3 separate regions of the Sus scrofa genome follow, and all the other regions are linked to region 1. A link is a contact called in public Hi-C data. All regions are on one chromosome and are shown on one strand. Each heading gives the region's core, a stretch centred on a gene start, on an enhancer-like site or on the middle of the called end of the contact. The rest is flanking DNA. Distances are from core to core; before and after follow the strand shown. Region 1 holds the start of PYURF (PIGY upstream reading frame). Region 2 overlaps FAM13A (protein FAM13A). Region 3 overlaps FAM13A (protein FAM13A).

The links. A called contact is a pair of places that touch in the nucleus more often than the background predicts.
Region 2: a Hi-C map of liver shows a contact between it and region 1, with 1.5 times the contacts expected there. The contact joins the enhancer-like site here to the promoter of PYURF in region 1. A contact is called at or near these places in 3 of 5 promoter capture datasets (fetal liver, fetal skeletal muscle and liver), 17 of 47 Hi-C or Micro-C datasets (alveolar macrophages, brain, embryonic fibroblasts and 9 more) and 1 of 2 datasets of contacts at active chromatin or transcription factors (alveolar macrophages).
Region 3: a contact with region 1 is called in a Hi-C map of embryonic fibroblasts, with 1.8 times the contacts expected there. The contact joins the enhancer-like site here to the promoter of PYURF in region 1. A contact is called at or near these places in 6 of 47 Hi-C or Micro-C datasets (embryonic fibroblasts, heart right ventricle, liver and 3 more) and 2 of 2 datasets of contacts at active chromatin or transcription factors (alveolar macrophages and skeletal muscle).

The regions. Positions count from the first base shown.
Region 1 is chr8:130,526,052-130,528,952 of Sscrofa11.1, forward strand. It overlaps PYURF (PIGY upstream reading frame), which reads left to right and starts at 1,520. Exons shown (of 2, transcript NM_001271968.1): 1 at 1,520-1,794; 2 at 2,893-2,901. The coding sequence starts at 1,592. PIGY (phosphatidylinositol glycan anchor biosynthesis class Y) reads left to right here and starts at 1,520. Exons shown (of 2, transcript NM_001271967.1): 1 at 1,520-1,794; 2 at 2,893-2,901.
Region 2 is chr8:130,049,241-130,052,141 of Sscrofa11.1, forward strand. All of the region lies in intron 3 of FAM13A (protein FAM13A), which reads left to right. Among named protein-coding and RNA genes, the nearest start is that of FAM13A, 29 kb to the left of the region's middle. Within about 2 kb of position 1,506, at least 1 of the 83 cell types and tissues checked has an H3K27ac peak or open chromatin away from gene starts, as enhancers often do. A contact at or near this core is called in liver, where this site is marked.
Region 3 is chr8:130,219,765-130,222,665 of Sscrofa11.1, forward strand. All of the region lies in intron 8 of FAM13A (protein FAM13A), which reads left to right. Among named protein-coding and RNA genes, the nearest start is that of NAP1L5, 140 kb to the right of the region's middle. Within about 2 kb of position 1,452, at least 67 of the 83 cell types and tissues checked have an H3K27ac peak or open chromatin away from gene starts, as enhancers often do. A contact at or near this core is called in alveolar macrophages, embryonic fibroblasts, liver and 3 more, where this site is marked.

The DNA.
Region 1 (2,901 bases), core at 270-2,769:
AATTTGGACGTTCCCCTCGTGGCTCAGCAGGTTACGAACTCAACTAGTATCTATAAGGATGCGGGTTTGATCCCTGACCTCGCTCAATGGGTTAAGATCTGGCTTTCCTGTGGCTCTGGTGTACGCTGGCAGCTGCAGCTCGTATTTGAGCTCTATCTAGCTTGGGAACTTTCATGTGCTGCAGGTGCGGCCCTAAAAGGACAAAAAAAGGGGGTGGATTTTGATGACTAACCAAGAATCTTCTAGTATACTGGGCTGCAAAGAATAGAGAAAATAAAAATGACAACATATGCCATTAACTGAGCATTCATTTGCCACAGGCATTTTTCTAAATACTCTTTGCATTCATTAGCACATTTTAAGCCCCAGGATGGAATTATATGAGGTAGGAACAATAATTAATCTAATTACACAGATAAGAAAGCTGGGGAGGGAGTTCCCGTCGTGGTGCAGTGGTTAACGAATCCGACTAGGAACCATGAGGTTGCGGGTTTGGTCCCTGCCCTTGCTCAGTGGGTCAAGGTTCCGGCGTTGCCGTGAGCTGTGGTGTAGGTTGCAGACGCGGCTCGGATCCCGCGTGGCTGTGGCTCTGGCGTAGGCCGGCGGCTACAGCTCCGATTCGACCTCTAGCCCGGGAACCTCCATATGCCGCGGGAGCGGCCCAAGAAATGGCAAAAAGACAAAAAAAAAAAAAAAAAAAAAAAAAAGAAAAAGAAAAGAAAGCTGGGGAGTTAGGAGATTTGCGGGAGCCCTACAACTAGTAAACGATGCACCTGGGACCAAGGTGTCAGGCCCGGACCCCCGGCACTTACCTCCTACACTATAAGAAAGAGATCAAATCCGCATCATTTTCTGGGAGAGTCAGAAGCAAATGCGGGGCGAGAAAAAAACCACTGTGTGGATCACCCACTTAATTAAAGGACACAGTTACTTAGACTCCTTGCGGTTTCCAAGCTCATTTACAGAAGCAAATGAGTGGTGCTATTATTATGCCATTGAGCCCAGGGTAAGAAACTGGGCATCTTAAGTTTAAGAGGACTAAGCCATTCTTTTCCCGTTCTTATATTTTTTTTAATGAAAGGAGAAAAAAAAAAAGCCAAACAAGGTTATAGGAAGTGTGGTACTGCAAAGACTGACAGATACACATAAAACAAGTAATGCTTTTTAACATACCCAGTGTGACAGTGTGTTGGAAACCTCCTTTTGGTGATAACCACGGAGGTCCAAGTCTATCACTGTGTGACTCTGAGGTCCGGCCACTGGCTTCCTGGAGGCCCTGCGACAGGCCCTGGTGAAAACTCAGGACGCCTCCACTTGAGCGTGGGTTTTGTCTGCAACCTGCAAACGGGCAGGAAGAGCCGCAGAAAGCCCAGGCTGCAGGCGGGGCTCTCCATACCGAGCGGTGCCGCGGGAAAAGCAGTCGGGTCCCGAGCGCCCTCGGAACCAAAGAGCGGGCCTCCAGCCGTCGGGGGCAGCGTTTCCCGAGCACCGGGGGGCGGGGCCTGGCCGCCTGGGCGGGACTCCCCGGGATCGGCTGGAGCGGCCGGAGCGGCCCAGGGGGTGCGGAGGTCCGCGCGCCGGCGGCCAGACCATGCTGAGCGGAGCGCGCGGTCGGCTCGCCTTAGCGCTGCGAGGGACACGCGCGCCGCCGTCCGCGGTCGCCAGGAGGTGCCTGCACGCTTCGGGCTCGCGGCCGTCCGCGGACGAGAACAAGAAGGAGGGGAAACCGCCACGCGCCTTCGACCCGGCGCTGCTGGAGTTCTTGGTGTGCCCGCTGTCCAAGAAGCCGCTCAGGTAAGATTCGTCCGCTGCGGCTTTTCCCTGGTGGCCCCCTGTCGCCGGGGAGACGTTCAGGTCACCCGGGTGTTCTTCGCTGCCATGTTTTGGACCCGGGCCCGCCAGCTTCCCGGGTACTCGCTCCGCCGCGGGAAGGGCGGGAGGAGGCCCCAGCCGAGCCCCAGGCCTCCCGGACCAAACCGGCCACTCGCAGGCCTGGATCCTGGCGGGCAGCTTCTCCGCCGGCAGCGTTTTAGAATCTCGGGGGAATCCTTCTTAAAACGCAGATCTCTAGGCAACGCCCCACCCGGGCTCAATCCGAAGGCCTTGGGGCCGAGCCAGAGCAACTGCGTATTTTCTTGAAAGGATCCCAAGTGATCTTCCTGTACAGCCAGGGTTATGAACTCGGGATTCGGAAGACTAATCCATGGCATTCAGATTTTTAAGGCAAGGCGATGAAAAATGTGATAGCTTCCAGATTGTTGCGAAAACGCCGGGTAGGATCTTAAGCGCATCAGCTACGTGTGCGGCCCTTTGGTTTTTAGTTCTCGACCAGCCGGTTCTGTAAAGGCCTTCTTAACCTTTCACCTAGACTCTTTAGGATAAACATCTCTGCAGTTGCAGGCTGCTAAACCTGAACGTGGACAATACTAGCAAACACCGCAGTGTCATCAGTGGCTGCCTTTGGGTGGTAGATTGCTGCTTCCGTGGTTTCCTTCTCATGGATCAGTGAGGCAGGTGTTCTGATAAGCGAAGAAGCTGAATTTTCCTCTCGTGTCTGTTCCAGTAGTAAATTAGCTGGGATCGTTTGAGGGTTTAAAAGAGTCATGAAGGAATATTTGGATGAAAAGGAGAGATCTTTTCTTTTTTTTTTTCCACTAAGGCATAGCTTAAGAATAACGTGAAAAAGAAAATGAGAGAAACAGACTAAAATGGGAACAATTAGAGATTCCTTTTCTAAGAGAAATGGTTGAATTGGCTACTGCTGCTTTTAGAATGAAAAACAGTCTAATTCTGCTTTTCTGGCTCTAACTGTGTGAAGAATTGGATAAATGTTACTGTTTATTGAACCTCAGACTCTTCCGGGATTCATTTTGGTTTTCTTCTGCCCCTCAGATATGAACC
Region 2 (2,901 bases), core at 256-2,755, 480 kb before region 1:
CCTGATGTGGCATCTTGACCGTTGGTCCATTAATAAAAATAGTGGATGTCAGGATTGCGGGGCCATGATGTGGAGCTCATTTTAAATGAATAAAATGAATGCCAGTGCTTTGGAGAGGGGATAAGGGCTGAAGAGGTGAGCTTCGCAGTCATCTCTGTAGACTTCGCAGTGTTCTCACTGAACATCCAGAGCATCTGTTGTGTTTGGATGCTGTTGCAGCTGTAAACAGATGATAACGAGCTCATTTTATATACCTTTCATCACGATTTGCTTGCCCCTTCTGTACCAAGATCTTGCCTAGATGTTTTATATGCGCGTGGCTTCCAAACTCCGTTACGGGCTTCTCCTACAAATACTTCGTAGATAAAGAACGTGAAGCTCAGGGAGGGTGTTACTTACCAAAGAGCAAGCAGCTGGCATGTGCAGAGCTAGGACCTGCCTCACGCCAAAGCCCAGGCTTTTCTGATCACACCGTGTGTGTGAGTCACCCAGACTACTGTACCAGAATCCCGTCTGTGAACTGGGGGCTTAACCCACAGAAATTTATTTCCTCACAGTTCTGGAGGGGTTAGGGCTTCAACCTGTGAACTATGTGGGGACAACATTCAGTCCATAACACTCCTTTTTAAAAAGTTAGCAGAGTTTGGTAAATGTATGAGTAAAAATTAATTAGTAAAATGCCTACAGTGGGTACTGATTAGGTGGTCTCTAGGATAGATATCGTTATTACAGGATTGATGTTTTTACTTGGAAATCTTTTTTTTTTTTCTGACTTTTTAGGACTGAATCTTTTTGGCATATGGAAGTTCCCAGGCTAGGGGTCAAGTTGGAGCTGCAGATGCCAGCTCATGCCACAGCCAGAGCAATGCAGGATCCAAGCCATGTCTGCGACCTACACCACAGTTCATGGCAACACCAGATCCTTAACCCACTGAGTGAGGCCAGGGATCGAACCCACATCCTCATGGATACTAGTTAGGTTCAGTAACCACTGAGCCATGACAGAAACTCCTCTTGGAAATCTTTAATGACTGGCAGAACTAGGAATAAGGAATGAGTTTAAAATAAATGACAGACTGTGGGTAAAAAATATTACCAGGGTGTGTTTTTGGTTTTTGTACAGGTAATTTTCTGTATATTTTGTTTGTATTTAGATACTGATTTCTCTTTAAGAATTTATTCCTTTTAGTGATAGTCGATGCTATTCAGTGACTATTCACTGCTTGATATCTAGAAGATGTTTTATTTATATACCCTCTTTGGATCCCAGGATCAACTCTTGCGAAGTACAGATAAGATAATCTTCATTTTGAAGAAAGAAATTGTTAGCATGTGCTCAGAGCATAGACTTCAGGTCTATTCTGACTAGTTTCTAACCTGGGTGCCCACTGCTAGCTGTGTTAGTGCGGACAGGTTAGGTCACCTTTCTGTGCCTTAGTATATATTAGGTATCTTTTGCGGCACCGTAATTCCTCCAAAAATTCAGTGGGTTGAAACAACAGTAAACATTTGCTTTCTCTCACAGTTGCTGTGGGTTCAGAGTTCAGGTGTGGTTTAGCGGTGCAATGCCGGTGCAGGGTCTTTCAGGAAATTGCTGTCAGAGTCGTTAAGGGCTGCAGTCATCTGAAGGCTTGACTGAGGCAAGGAAAACAGCTTCCAGGGTGGCTCGTTCACACGGCTGGCAATTTAGTGCTGGCTCTTGGTGAGAAGTCAGGGTTCCTTTCTTTCTCTATGGGCCTCTCCAGATGGCTGCTTGAATGTTCTCATAACACGTAGCTCACTTCCCCCCCGGAGTGAGCACATCGAGAGGGATGGCAGCTTTCCTTTCAATGACCTAGTCCCAGGAGTCACATAGCATCATTTGTACCATATTGGACTCATTAGGAGTGAGTCCTTAATCCAGCCTATATTAAAGAGGAGAGGAATTAGGCCCTGTCTTTTGAAAGAAGTGTTAGACTTTCTGGACGTTTGAAGACCACCAACACATAGTGATATTTGCTTCCTGAGCTTATCGTGGGTATTGAAGTTATCCATTACAGCACTTAGAACAATGTCAGACAAATAATGTCTACTTCATAAATGTTAAGTTCGTGCTTCTTGGTTGAGGCAGACCACTTGAAAAATCCCGAAGATGGTTACATGCTAGGCTGATTAAATCATCATCCCTAGAGACGAGACCCAGGCGTCCATAGTTTCAGGGCAGCCTCTCTTGCTGTGCTCATGTCCCAATTTGTCCTCGGCCCTCGCTTCTGCCCTTTGGTTTCTTGGTTATGCAAAGACACACCATTTAGTGTGATTCCCTCAAGTTTTCCACTTTCCACTTTAAAATTGGTCTCTTTAACCTTTCTGTATCCTAACTTCCCTGTCTTTAAAAAAAAGTTAAAGAGTTACAAAAGAACAAGTCTCCTCGCCTGCCTAGTGATTAAGGAAGAGGAAGGAAAAGGGAAAAAATGAGTTCCAGTTTGGAGTTACTGAAAATTTCACAACTCTTGGCCAAATTAGTTGAAACTGGGCGGACTTTCGACTCTTGGTTGAGCTGATAAATTTCACTATGGTCCAAGTCTTCCACAATTCATTTGAGAATATTTTGAGATTGGCTACTGGTTATCAATTTTTATTTTTTAAATTATTTTACATAATTTTAATGACAGTGTAAGCCTGCAAATATGCATGTTATATATAGCACAGGACTCTTTTTTTTTTTTCTTTTTTCTTTTTATGGCCATAGCCGCACCATGTGTAAGTTCTGAGGCCAGGGGTCCAATCGGAGTTGTAGCTGCCGGCTTACACCACAGCCACAGCAATGCCTGATGTGTGACCTTTGCTGCAGCTTGTAGCCATGCTGGGTCCTTACCCCCCTGAGCGAGGCCAGGAGTTGAACCCACATCCTCACGGAGACTA
Region 3 (2,901 bases), core at 202-2,701, 310 kb before region 1:
TTTGATTTTTTGTTGTTAATTTTTTTGTTACCGTGTGGTTGATTTACAATGATGTGCCAATTTCTGCTGTGCAGCAAAATAACCCGATCACACGTATATGACAATATATACACACCACTATATATACACACATTCCTCTTCTTATAGTAACTTCCATCATGGTCTAGCCCAAGAGATTGGATGGGTCCTTTATTATTGAACTCATATATCTGTGTTAGCCATATAGTATTGATGTGTCCACCAAATTAGACAAAATATTGTTCTGTCATTTGAGTTTTAACCATTTCTAAAAATGTTTGTTATGAAATATTTTAAAAACTCATGTAGAATAGAGTAAGCAGTATGCCTTGTAGCAGAGTTCTGGGGCAGACTTGAGAAATTCTGAATCCCATTTCTATTCTGCCACTAACTTCCCATATGAATTTGAACAAATTACCTAATTTTCTAGTATCAAGTTTACTCATCAATAAAATATTGTGATAAATAATAGTGATTTCCTAACTCAAGAAGTTAACTGAAGTATTAAGCAAGATATAAAGATACATTTTTGAAAGATAAAACCTTAAGCAAATACAGAGAACGGATTTATTATTATTGGAGTTTCTAAATGTCGAATCAAAACAGACTCTGAGGACAACTTTGATTGAAGTAAATTCTGGACTTAAGTCAACTTCCGTTGTTTTAAAAGGCTGATTTTAGTTATTGATATGCTATCACGAGGTCTGAACCTACATTTCAGGGTGACTAATCCATTTCATAAATGTGATAGAGGATTTAGTCAGACAATGAAATGTTTTTACTAGCAGATATAGCAACAGAAAGTAGACGCTTGCAATGGGCTTTGTGTTCTAAATTCAGAATGATGACTGGTCTGTAAAAAAAAAAATCTGGGAAAAAGTACAGAGAAGAGGACACCGTTTTGGTCGTCTTGCACCCCCCCCAACCCCGTTTCTGAACATCTTGGTCTTGGCTCTCTGCCCTTTCTTCTGCCAACCGTAATGCTCTGGGCTTTGTTGTAGCTCCCGGCAAGTCCTGGGCTATGAAAGAACTCTTATTAAAATATATTTCTCCTATTCTGTTCATCTACAGATTAACAATGATGTTCCCAAAATAAAGCGTGGTGTTCCTCGCTGAGGAGGCCCCTAAGGGGAAGCTTAGTTAACAGGCCTGTGGCAGACCTTAGGAGACACTGATTTATTGTTACCTTAAAAAAAAAAATCGATAAATTAAATGAAGAACCAACCAACCAAAAAAAAAAAAAAAAGTGCTGTGGGTGTTCTTAGAGGAAAATTACTCTACAAACACATTCAAGTTTATAGGGATGAAATGCCAAAATTGTACGTCGAAATAGCTTCCGTGGGAGTGGCTTCTTGGATCCCTTGAGACCATGGGCAGTCTTGGGACGTGTTTTCTCCCCAGAAATGAGAGCTGCTACGTGCCTTGGGAGATGTCACCAGTGACTAGTAACCCCCACAATGTAAACAAACATCAGCAGGAAATAAATATGGGTAGGGCAGGGTTCTAGAAGCATGCCTTCCTTCTAGAAAAGTATCACGCCTTCCCATGCTAGTGGGTTGTTTGATTTTTTTTTTTTTTTAATTTTTCTTTTTTTCAGGACGTAAGGGGGCCGGGTAACTTGCCTTCTGTCACAGAAACCTTTAGTTTCAGAGGCAGAGTCTCTCCCGGACAAATGGATTTCCTTGTTGGCTGTCTCAGTAATGTTAGGAAGTCAAGGGACTCTGTGCTCTTGCTGCAGTTATTGGTTGCTTTCTCCGGACGGACAGGCTTGTCTGGGGACCAGCTCGGCAGAGAGTTTCGAGTTACCAGATTTAGGCAAGCCTCCCGAGGAGCCGGAGGAGGAGCGGCAGCCCAGCCGCAGAGGCCAAAGCAGCAGCGCCTTTAAGCCCTGCAAGCAGCTGCGGCTCTGATTGGCTGGCTGGTTCAGCTGCTTCCCTGGAACAAAGGTCAAAGTGGACTGCGGTGTTAAAGTCAAGAGGCTGCGATCGAATCGCACTGCTCAAGTTTGCAGGCTGAGAGCCGCAGGACGCTGGCTGACGGCAGCCCAAGTTGCTTCCCCCCCCCGCGGCGGTGGCGGTGGCAGCGGCAGCGGTGAGGTGCCGCCTCACGCCCCAAGCCCAGCTCAGCCACGGTGAGCCGCCGAGCAGCCGCTCACCCGTCCAGACCAACTTTGGCGCGGAAGAGACAGTTGTGAGAGTCCCTTGCAAACTGCCAGACAAGGATGGCTTGCGAAATCATGCCTCTGCAAAGGTAGTATTCTTTCCTCTTCGGGTCTTTTTTTCTGGTCTGTGTTTTCTGCGTGGTATAAAACCATGTTAACTTGGCCACCACTTGGCATCTTTCGGTAATAGGCTGCAAGCTGTGTCGGGTCCGTTGGACAAAATGTTCTTTCCTAAGACCACAGAAATGCAAATATTCTCTTGCCTCTTTTACTGATATTTATGCCCACCGTCTTATCTTTTATGCTTCGTCTGGTCAGTTGTTTCCTTCCTCGAAAGAAAGTCAATGTAAGAAAGTAGCCTTGACACTTGAAGAAATGCAGAAACTGAAGACGGCATTGAGCAGGTTTAAAATAAAGCTGAATCAGCTTCCTAGCAATTTTGGGGAAGCTGTGGCAAGGATGTCCATAGGCTAGAAGCCTTTTCAAAATGCATCTTAGGAGCCCTATCTTCTGGAGTTCAGATCTAGGCAAGGACTTTCTATCAATAAGTACTTTATAGTACATGGACATAAACGTTAAGGATATTATTTCTCCATGAATAATTCCAGATAGGTTTATTACACAAATGACACCCTAAAAAAAAAAAAAGCAGATCTGTAAGAATGATTGAGCGCAAGGCTCTGTTTTGTTCGTTAATGATTATAATGTGGATTGCAGAGGGT